2 separate regions of the Zea mays genome follow, and region 1 is linked to region 2. A link is a contact called in public Hi-C data. All regions are on one chromosome and are shown on one strand. The core of a region is the stretch at or near the end of the contact, and the rest is flanking DNA. Distances in the headings are between cores, read along the strand shown.

What was found. Hi-C and Micro-C count contacts between places; a contact is called where the count stands out from the background.
Region 1: a contact with region 2 is called in a Hi-C map of leaf, with 5 times the contacts expected there. The contact joins the promoter of LOC100274085 here to the promoter of LOC109941100 in region 2. A contact is called at or near these places in 2 of 25 Hi-C or Micro-C datasets (leaf and tassel).

What each region holds. Positions count from the first base shown.
Region 1 is chr7:86,256,100-86,260,186 of Zm-B73-REFERENCE-NAM-5.0, forward strand. LOC100274085 reads left to right here and starts at 2,639. Exons shown (of 6, transcript NR_174878.1): 1 at 2,639-2,987; 2 at 3,071-3,217; 3 at 3,595-3,640; 4 at 3,757-3,889.
Region 2 is chr7:86,046,009-86,050,297 of Zm-B73-REFERENCE-NAM-5.0, forward strand. It overlaps LOC109941100, which reads right to left and starts at 1,603. Exons shown (of 1, transcript XM_020541591.1): 1 at 516-1,603. The coding sequence starts at 1,523. The coding sequence ends at 516.

The sequences.
Region 1 (4,087 bases), core at 1,389-3,888, 210 kb after region 2:
AAATTAGCATGCACATGTTGACCTAGGCACTGTGGGCAGAACTGATATGGGAAAGGGGAAAGGGAAGGACAAGGAGAATCTGAATTTGCTGATTTTTGTTGCTGCAGCCCTTGATCCTAGATATAAATTGTCAGACACCAAACTAGTAACTGGGAGATATTTAGTGAGGAAAATGGAAATAATGTTTGGGCTGCTATTAAAGATCGTGTTTTCCAATTGTTTGAGGAATATAGGAACACACATGCTCCAAGTGATGTTACAGCTCAGGATAATGATCCCAAGGAACCAAAACAAAGCAAAGGTGGTAGGGTGAAATCCCTTCTTGCCAAAAAGTTGAAGTTACATGGTGCAGTAAGTGGCAGCAACAAGTCTAAACTTGAAAAGTACCTTAGTGAAGATACTGAACCAGAGGATAATAAGTTTGACATTCTCGGATGGTGGAAGGTGAATTCATCAAGATTTCCAGTATTAGCAAAAATGGCACGTGATGTGTTAGCAATTCTAGTGTCGACAATCGCCTCGGAGCCGTCTTTAGCACAACTAGACGAAGTCTCGATGACTTCAGGACCTCCCTCACTCCATTCATGGTGCAAGTACTTGTTTGTACTCAAGATTGGCTACGAATATCAACTCCAATCAATATTCAGGAGGACACGGAGAGATTAGTAGAGTTAGAAAAAGCTACTCATTTTTAATTTCACTACTTGCATCCCTCCTTGAGAGCTGAGACTTAGTTTAATTGACATTTTATATTGTTCTTACATTTAGAGTTAATTGAAGAATATGCCAACAATGCAAAAGGTAAACGGAAGTTAGATGAATCTATTTCCCAGTCACAAAGAACCAAGTCTAGCAGGACAATACCATCAACATCAACCACGACATCCTAAATATTGGTGAGTTACTGAGTTGTTTTTTGACAAAATGAGTAAATAACATTTACATTTGAGTATGTTAACTGACTACTAATATGTTGTCTTTTAAGTCTTGGACCTGAGCTGTGAGCTGAATTGTTGGCTGCTGCTGCTTGAGTGCAGGCTGGTAGCGTGGTGGTGGACTGTTGTCTGGTGGAGTGGTGGACTATGGTGGTTGCTGCTGCTTGAGTGCAGGCTGGTGGACTAGTGGTCTGGTGTTGCTGCCTTGCTGCTCTGAGCCTTGAGTGCTGGCGTACTAGCGTGCTACTGCTGTTGTGTCGCTTAGAGCCTAGGAGGCTGGATCGCTGCTAGAGCCCTAGACTGCTGCTGCGTTTTGCATCATGCATATTTTCAGTTTGTCTTGTCTAGTGTCTCTGTATGAGTGTGGGCTTGTGGCATTGTTCTGTTATAGACTTCTGGTGTCTCTAGTGGTGTTTTGCATCATGCATACTTCTGTACTCATGTGTCTGCCTGCTAAGTGCTTTTGTGGATTTGTGGCATTGTTATGCAACCTTGGTGCCTTTGTGGATTTATTTTGTTTAATTATTTAATTGTGCATTTGAGCAGACTTGGTGAAGCATACATGCATGCTGCCTGCGCTCGATATGTAATTGCAATAATTCGGGCAGAGACCGAAATCCGACTGTACATTTCGATAAAATTTTAAGAGACAATAATTATATAAAAATAAACAATATATATATTATCATTTACCTGATTACCTCAATATCTCACAACTTATTTGCAAACAACTAATACAAAACTAAATTCAACTTGGGAGCGCCTCCTCCTACTCTCCCTCGGCTATTCAGCCACATATTACCGGCGCCGACGCCTCCTAGTCCTCCCCTTGGTTGTTCTTGCCTGGGTGCCTCTAGAGGCGCATGGTGGTAGAGTGTCACGGCAGCGGTTTGAGGTGTTTGTCGATGGATGAAGGTAAAGGTGGTGCCACGGATGGAGCGTGACGATGGCGGCTAGTGAGTCGGAGGCCGGCAGGTGCTGAGGAGTAAGCGCTCATAGTGGTTGTATTGTTGGTTACGCATGCAGGCAATAGATGAGATTTATTTCATGCGAGAAGCGAGAGATGGGAATAGATTTATATGCTTCGTGTGTGACGTAGGATGACAGTCGAAACTGGTGCTAGAGAGGAAGCGCTTGTAATGGTTGTATCAGTGATACTGAGGAGTAAACGCTCTTGGTGGTTGTATGGTTGGTTACACATGCAAGCCAGAGATAAGATTTATCTTATCTGGTTTGTTAGGCGAGACGTGAGGGAGGGGAATAGACTTATACGTTTCGTGCGTGATACAGGACGATGGTCGAAACCGGTTATACCCTCCGTGCGTGACGTTGGACGAGAGTCGAAACTGGTGCTGGAAAGGAAACAGTCGTAGTGGTTGTATGGGTGGTCTTGGGGAGTAAGCGACGATTGAAATTGGTGCTTTATAGGTGTAGAATGATGGTTGTATGAGTGGTGGTAAGGAGTAATTAAGCAGTCGTGATGATTATATGATTGACATGCGTTGTTAGACTAAAAACGAAGGGAAAAAGACTTATGCGCTCCGTGGAGGATGACGGTCGCTTTATATGTGTAAGAGATTTCTGCACCACTAGTGCATGTGTGAATTGATTTGGGTTTGCGTTTATGAAGCACGAAAAAAATGTTCGTGATCATCTTCCCGCCACGTGGCGGTGGCGCTGCCGTCTTCTTCCTTCGCTCTCCTCTGTTCGGTTGGGCTGGAGCATTTTCCTCCTAAATACTGACAAAAGGGTCCCAACTCTCAACTCGCGCTCAATGCATCCGCTATCGTCTCTCCTCCTGTTCCGTTCCGCCGCGCCGCCCAGCGCGCTCCCCTTGCGGCGGCGGCGGCGGAGTCACACGCCAGTGCGAGCATCATGGCAGGAGCTGGCGGGCGTGCTGGTGTTTTCCGCCATCCCCTTCACTGCAGTCAAGGCCCTCGCCAACAGTCCCCTGGGTGCCCGCCTCCGCCGCCGCCTCGAGGACAGGAAGGCCGCCGCAGCTGCCGAGGCTGACGCTCTCCGCGCTGCCTCGCGCGGCGCCCGTAACAACAGGTGCAGTCCGTTCTATTGCTTCATTAAAAGGGGAACACGTCGTTTGATTTGTCTGAGCTGTATCCGAGTGGCAACGATTGCAGCTTTTGGTACGGTGGAGATCGGCCACGGTGGCTTGGTCCCGTGCCTTACGACTACCCTGAGTATTTGACAGGAGAGTACCCTGGAGATTATGGGTTCGATATTGCAGGTCTGGGAAGGGATCCTGTTGCTTTCGCAAACTACTTCAAGTATGTCACCGTTGTTCCTTTCCTTCCGTTAACTATACTGTTTTCTTTTCTTCCCCATATATATTAGTATTAAGCGGCAGTGGAACAATAGCTTGTTTGTCTTCTTCAGGTAGTCATATGGTGCTCCTAATACCAAAGTAAACTATTCCTTACATTAATTGGCAGAACTATACCATCTTTTTCAGTACCCGCGTGTTGTCGTTTAGTACTTGTTTAACTTACAGGCAATATATTGTTGTGCTTGACCCTATCCGGAAACGATTGGGTATTTGGCAGTTCTTAAGGGCTACTTTTGCTTCTGTAATCATTATGTGAACCTTTTTACATTGGAGCTTGTCAATCCCTTTGATTTCTCTGCACCATTCATATTTTTCCAGGTTATGACCAACAATGATTACTGCTTTTGACAGCTTCATAAAATCAGTTATGTTTCTGAAATTGTGATATAGAGTTTCTTCATTTGTACTAGCTTTGTAAGTGCTTTGCTGTTCTCTCTAGTTTCCTAGTTCTGTCTTCTGACCAACAATATTACCTTGCAGCTTCGAAATCTTACATTGTCGGTGGGCCATGCTTGCTGCCCTCGGTGTTGTTGTTCCTGAGCTATTAGATCTATTTGGGTTAGTGCATTTTGTGGAGCCTGTCTGGTGGAAAGTTGGTTATGCAAAACTTCAGGTACAATGTTGGTGTTCATGTTTTTCAATTTTAGATTTGCGTAGAACAAATGGGTAATTCCTATAGTTGAATTGTTCACAGCTTTTTAAGATTAGATCTGGCATGTTGCAACCATAAGAGGTAGGGTTCTCTTTGTTATTTGCTTTTGCATGATTGATTCGTTCCATTTGCTAGGCAAACAGGTGTTCAACATCTGAA
Region 2 (4,289 bases), core at 353-2,852:
TCACGACGTGCCCAGTCTATCGCGCCGCGCTCCAGTCGTCGATCGGCGACCGTCCTTGTTTCTCTGTCGTCCTTCACCAGCGCTTAGAATTGCGCATGTTCATGGCGTTCTTCACCTCCGATCGCACGCCAGGTGCTGCCCCTGGTCTGTCCGTCCTTGCAACTTTGGCGAGGACGTTCCCTATTCGCTTCGCCGCAGCGCCCAGACCCCTCTTCTGTGCCATCAACATTAGGCTGAGTCCAGTGCACAGCCTTTCTCTCGTCCCGCCACGTCAGCTCTCGCCTCCACTCTCGTCTCTGCTGTTCCAGTGCACAGGCAAGCTACAGCCTCAGTCTATAGCCACATCAGCTTTTCTATTTCAGAATTAAGTAATTCACGCAGATTTATTTCAACGCTAAAAAAACACACAACATAATATTTTTTATTGAATTAAAAATTACAAATTGCGTAATAATTAAAATAAAATTACATGACGATTTAAAAATATATAATAATTAATAGAAAATTACATAAATCTAATGATTATTATGTCTCCATACATGTTCAACCAAATCATTTAGTAGTTGTGTATACATCGATGTGTCCGTCATCTCGTTGTCTATTTGAATCCTAACTGCTAGGCTCGGGGTTGCATTGTAGTAGATCGACGGGTCGACTGTAGAATCAACTGTCTCATATGTCTCGTCTAAATCGGCATCACGCTCGTCATCGATGATCATATTGTTCAAAATGACACATGCACGCATGATCAAACCAAGAGTACGTTGAGAGTAAGAACGTCCAGGAACTGCTATAATGTTGAACCGAGATTTCAACACTCCAAAAGCGCACTCAACATCTGTGAATAACTGATGTTTCTCACTTTGTGGAAGCGGAATACCCTTGATGAACACCGGCCAGGAAGGGTAGATGCCGTCGGCAAGATAGTATCCCATATTGTGTTCATGTCCATTAACCATGAAGTTCACTATGGGTGCTTGACCTTGAAGGACATCCTTGAATAATGGCGACTGATTCAGTACGTTAATGTCATTGTTGGACCCGGCCACCCCAAAAAAAGCATGCCAGATCCACCGATCATACGATGCAACAGCTTCTAAGATGATGGTGGGATCTTTGATATCCCCCCTTGTGAATTGACCGGCATGGGCGACCGGACAATTCCTCCATTGCCAATGCATACAATCGATACTTCCTAGCATGCCTGGAAAGCCACGCTCTTCTGCTTTTACTAGTAGACGCTGAATATCCACGACATTTGGTCGACGACAGAACTCCTCCCCATAACAATGAATGATACCCTCACAAAACTTCTCTAGACAGTCTAATGCAGTTGATCTAGCTAGCTTTAAGTACTCATCTATTGAATCTGCAGCGGATCCATAGGCTAACAAGCGCAGAGCTGCGGTGCACTTTTGTAGGGGAGAGAGCCCGAGTCGACCCAGAGCATCTTCTCTTTGGGTGAAATACGGAGAGTATTCACCTAATCTAAGCATAATACTCAAAAAAAGTTGTCGCCTCATGCGATACCTGCGCCGAAAGTAATTTGGAGGATACACACAGTCATCGGCGAAGTAGTCTTGATGAAGCCGATCATGGGCAGACTCACGATCACGATTCATGTAGCGTCGACGACGCTTGGGCCGGCTCGACGACTCTTCATTGAGGTTGAGCATAGCCTCCTCCATGGCTGCTTGCAATGCATTGCACATTGCCCCTTCGGCTCCTTCACTTGAGTTTGTGCTCGAGGAAGACATGACGTGAAGATGAGTAGAAAAGGCGAGTTTGGAAGAGAGAAATGAGATGAAATTGTGTGTGGAATGAGGTCCACCCGGGTAGGGATATATATAGAGGGATTGGGGATGAAATTTGTGATTTTTTGCAAAATTTTTTCGAATTTTTTGGACTCCAAACGGTCAAAACGGCTAGTTGCAACGGCTACCACACGTGGACCAATCAGATCGCGACACGTGGACCAGTCAGATCGCGCCACGTCGCTCTCGCCCGCGCTCTCGCCTCGCTCTCGCCTCCCTCTCGCCCGCCTCTCGCCCGAGCGGGCGCTCCAGCGCGGGCGAGAGCGAGGCGATACCGCCCGCTCTCGCCGGGCGCGAGCGTCGTCGCTCGGCGACCCTCTCTCGCCCGCCTCTCGCTCACGCGCGGGCGGTAGCGGCTCTCTCTCGCCCGCGCTACCGCCCGCGTTGCCACCAGCCTTAGAGTCCCGAAGTCTCTCCTTCGATCTCGCTGCACGTTGATGCGTTGCACATGTGTGGCGAGGTGAAGCTAGGTAAAGACGAAGCTAGCAGCATGGAATTCACCAAGTACTCGACGAAAAGTCTGAACTAGAAATCATCATGGTTCTTGTGGAGTTCGCGTCAGATTTTACTAATGAGAAATATCAGGGTGTTTGGGAAAAGAAGAAGGTGACGTTCCGATGCATCGCTCGCCAGGTGTTTGATCAAAGACTTCAATCAAAGGCCGTCGTCTTCAGGCAAATATCAAATCGAATTGAGATATGGTGAGCCGATTCGCTATTTTTACTATTGGTTTTATGATCGTGAAATAAGACGCTTCGTCTGCTTATGAAGTTTATGTTAAGAATACCAGTGATGCGAGGAGTGCTTCGATGAGTTTAGTTGTCGAATATGTTTAAACTAGTTCTAATTTTGCAGGGTGTGGTATTTCGGTGGTGCGTAGGTTAAATTTAGTATTTTAAGCAATTATCGATAAGTCTGTCGATGTTAATTATATTCAGTGTGTTTGCACGATGGAGTCGAGGCCATGCGCTAGTAGTCATTATATTGTATGATTGGTGGTCAATCAAATGTCATGATTAAATGTTACTGGCTACCATAAGAATTTAGAATCGAGTAGCATTGGTAGGTTTCTCCAACCAACATAGGAGAGGTGCATGATAAAAGACGTGTATAGGTACCTTAGGTATTTAGAATGTTGAACATACAGTTTCGCGGGGCTCTATGCTAATTGATAATGAGTTGTCCGCTAGGTCTAATAATAATAATAATGTGACATTCATGTGATTAGTGTATTATCCAAATTAGTTCGAATAAGTGGTTTAGAAAGTTAGTTAATATGCTTCTATCTTTATTCTAAATTTAGATGTCTAATACTAATAAATCTAATTTCTTAGTCTTCTAGTGTTGAACGTTAGTTAAGGGGAGCAGAGCATGTGTATATTTTATTATTTTGTGATGTATGAGGTACCTCCGAATAGGATGAAAAAGCGTAATTATTATAATTAGTCTTATATCGCTAGTTAGTATTTGCTTAATGTTTTGTTATAAGTGTTTCATCCTCTTCGGTGTAGATTTTCTATCTTATGCTATTTATGTAACACCCAAAATTTGATATTTAGAATTTATGAAAATTCTCTAGAACTTTTGAATTAAAATATCCTTTAATGAGACTTTTTTTAACTTGAAGTTGCACCTCCTAAAATTCTTTCCTAATAAAATACTACTAGATGAATTAAATTATCTCCTCATGGAATTATACATATAAGTAATCACTAAAGGATTTAATATAAATCGTGTCCCAATAAAAGTTATACGCCAGGAATTATTTTTTACAATAACTAGTTTTTTGTGTATGAATGTCATATTTGAAAACATTTGCTTAAATAAGTAAGACAATAAAGGAATAAATAAAAGCATGCTTTGCTTTCATATTGGGGTTTTTGATCGTGCATTTAAATTGACTTAAAGCTTGAACTCTATTTGAATTGAATTTGAAGTTTAGAAATTGAAAATAGGAATAGAAAATCTGAAATAGAAAACAAAATAGGAAAAGAAAAGAGGAAAAATGGCGCCTCGACCGATTCTCCCTCTCGGTCGGCCCCGCCCACTCCAACCTCTCGCTCGCCCCTGGCGCTTGCACGGTGCCCTGGCCGGGCCGCTCTCGCCTGGTGTCGCTGCCGGGGGGGCCCGCCCCGTTAGCCTGTGGCTCTGCGGTCTTCGCAAGGTGGGGCCACTCTGTCGGGCTTATCTTCTTCCCCATCACCGCGCAACTGAATCCGGTGGAGCTACCAGGAACCTCGGGTCCGACTCCGCCTGCGGGGGGAGCATAAAACCCGCTGCAACCTCTTGCCCCGTCCAACTCAAGCCCTTGGCCAACTCCATCGCGTGGGAAACCGCGGGTATCGACAGTGAAACCACATGGGGAGATTCACCACTGGTGTGTTTCGCGCGTACGCCGTCGAAGGGCATTCATAGTAGGTGCGGATGCCTCAGCAGGGCATGCAAATGGAGTCGGTGCCCTCGTCATGGTCGATT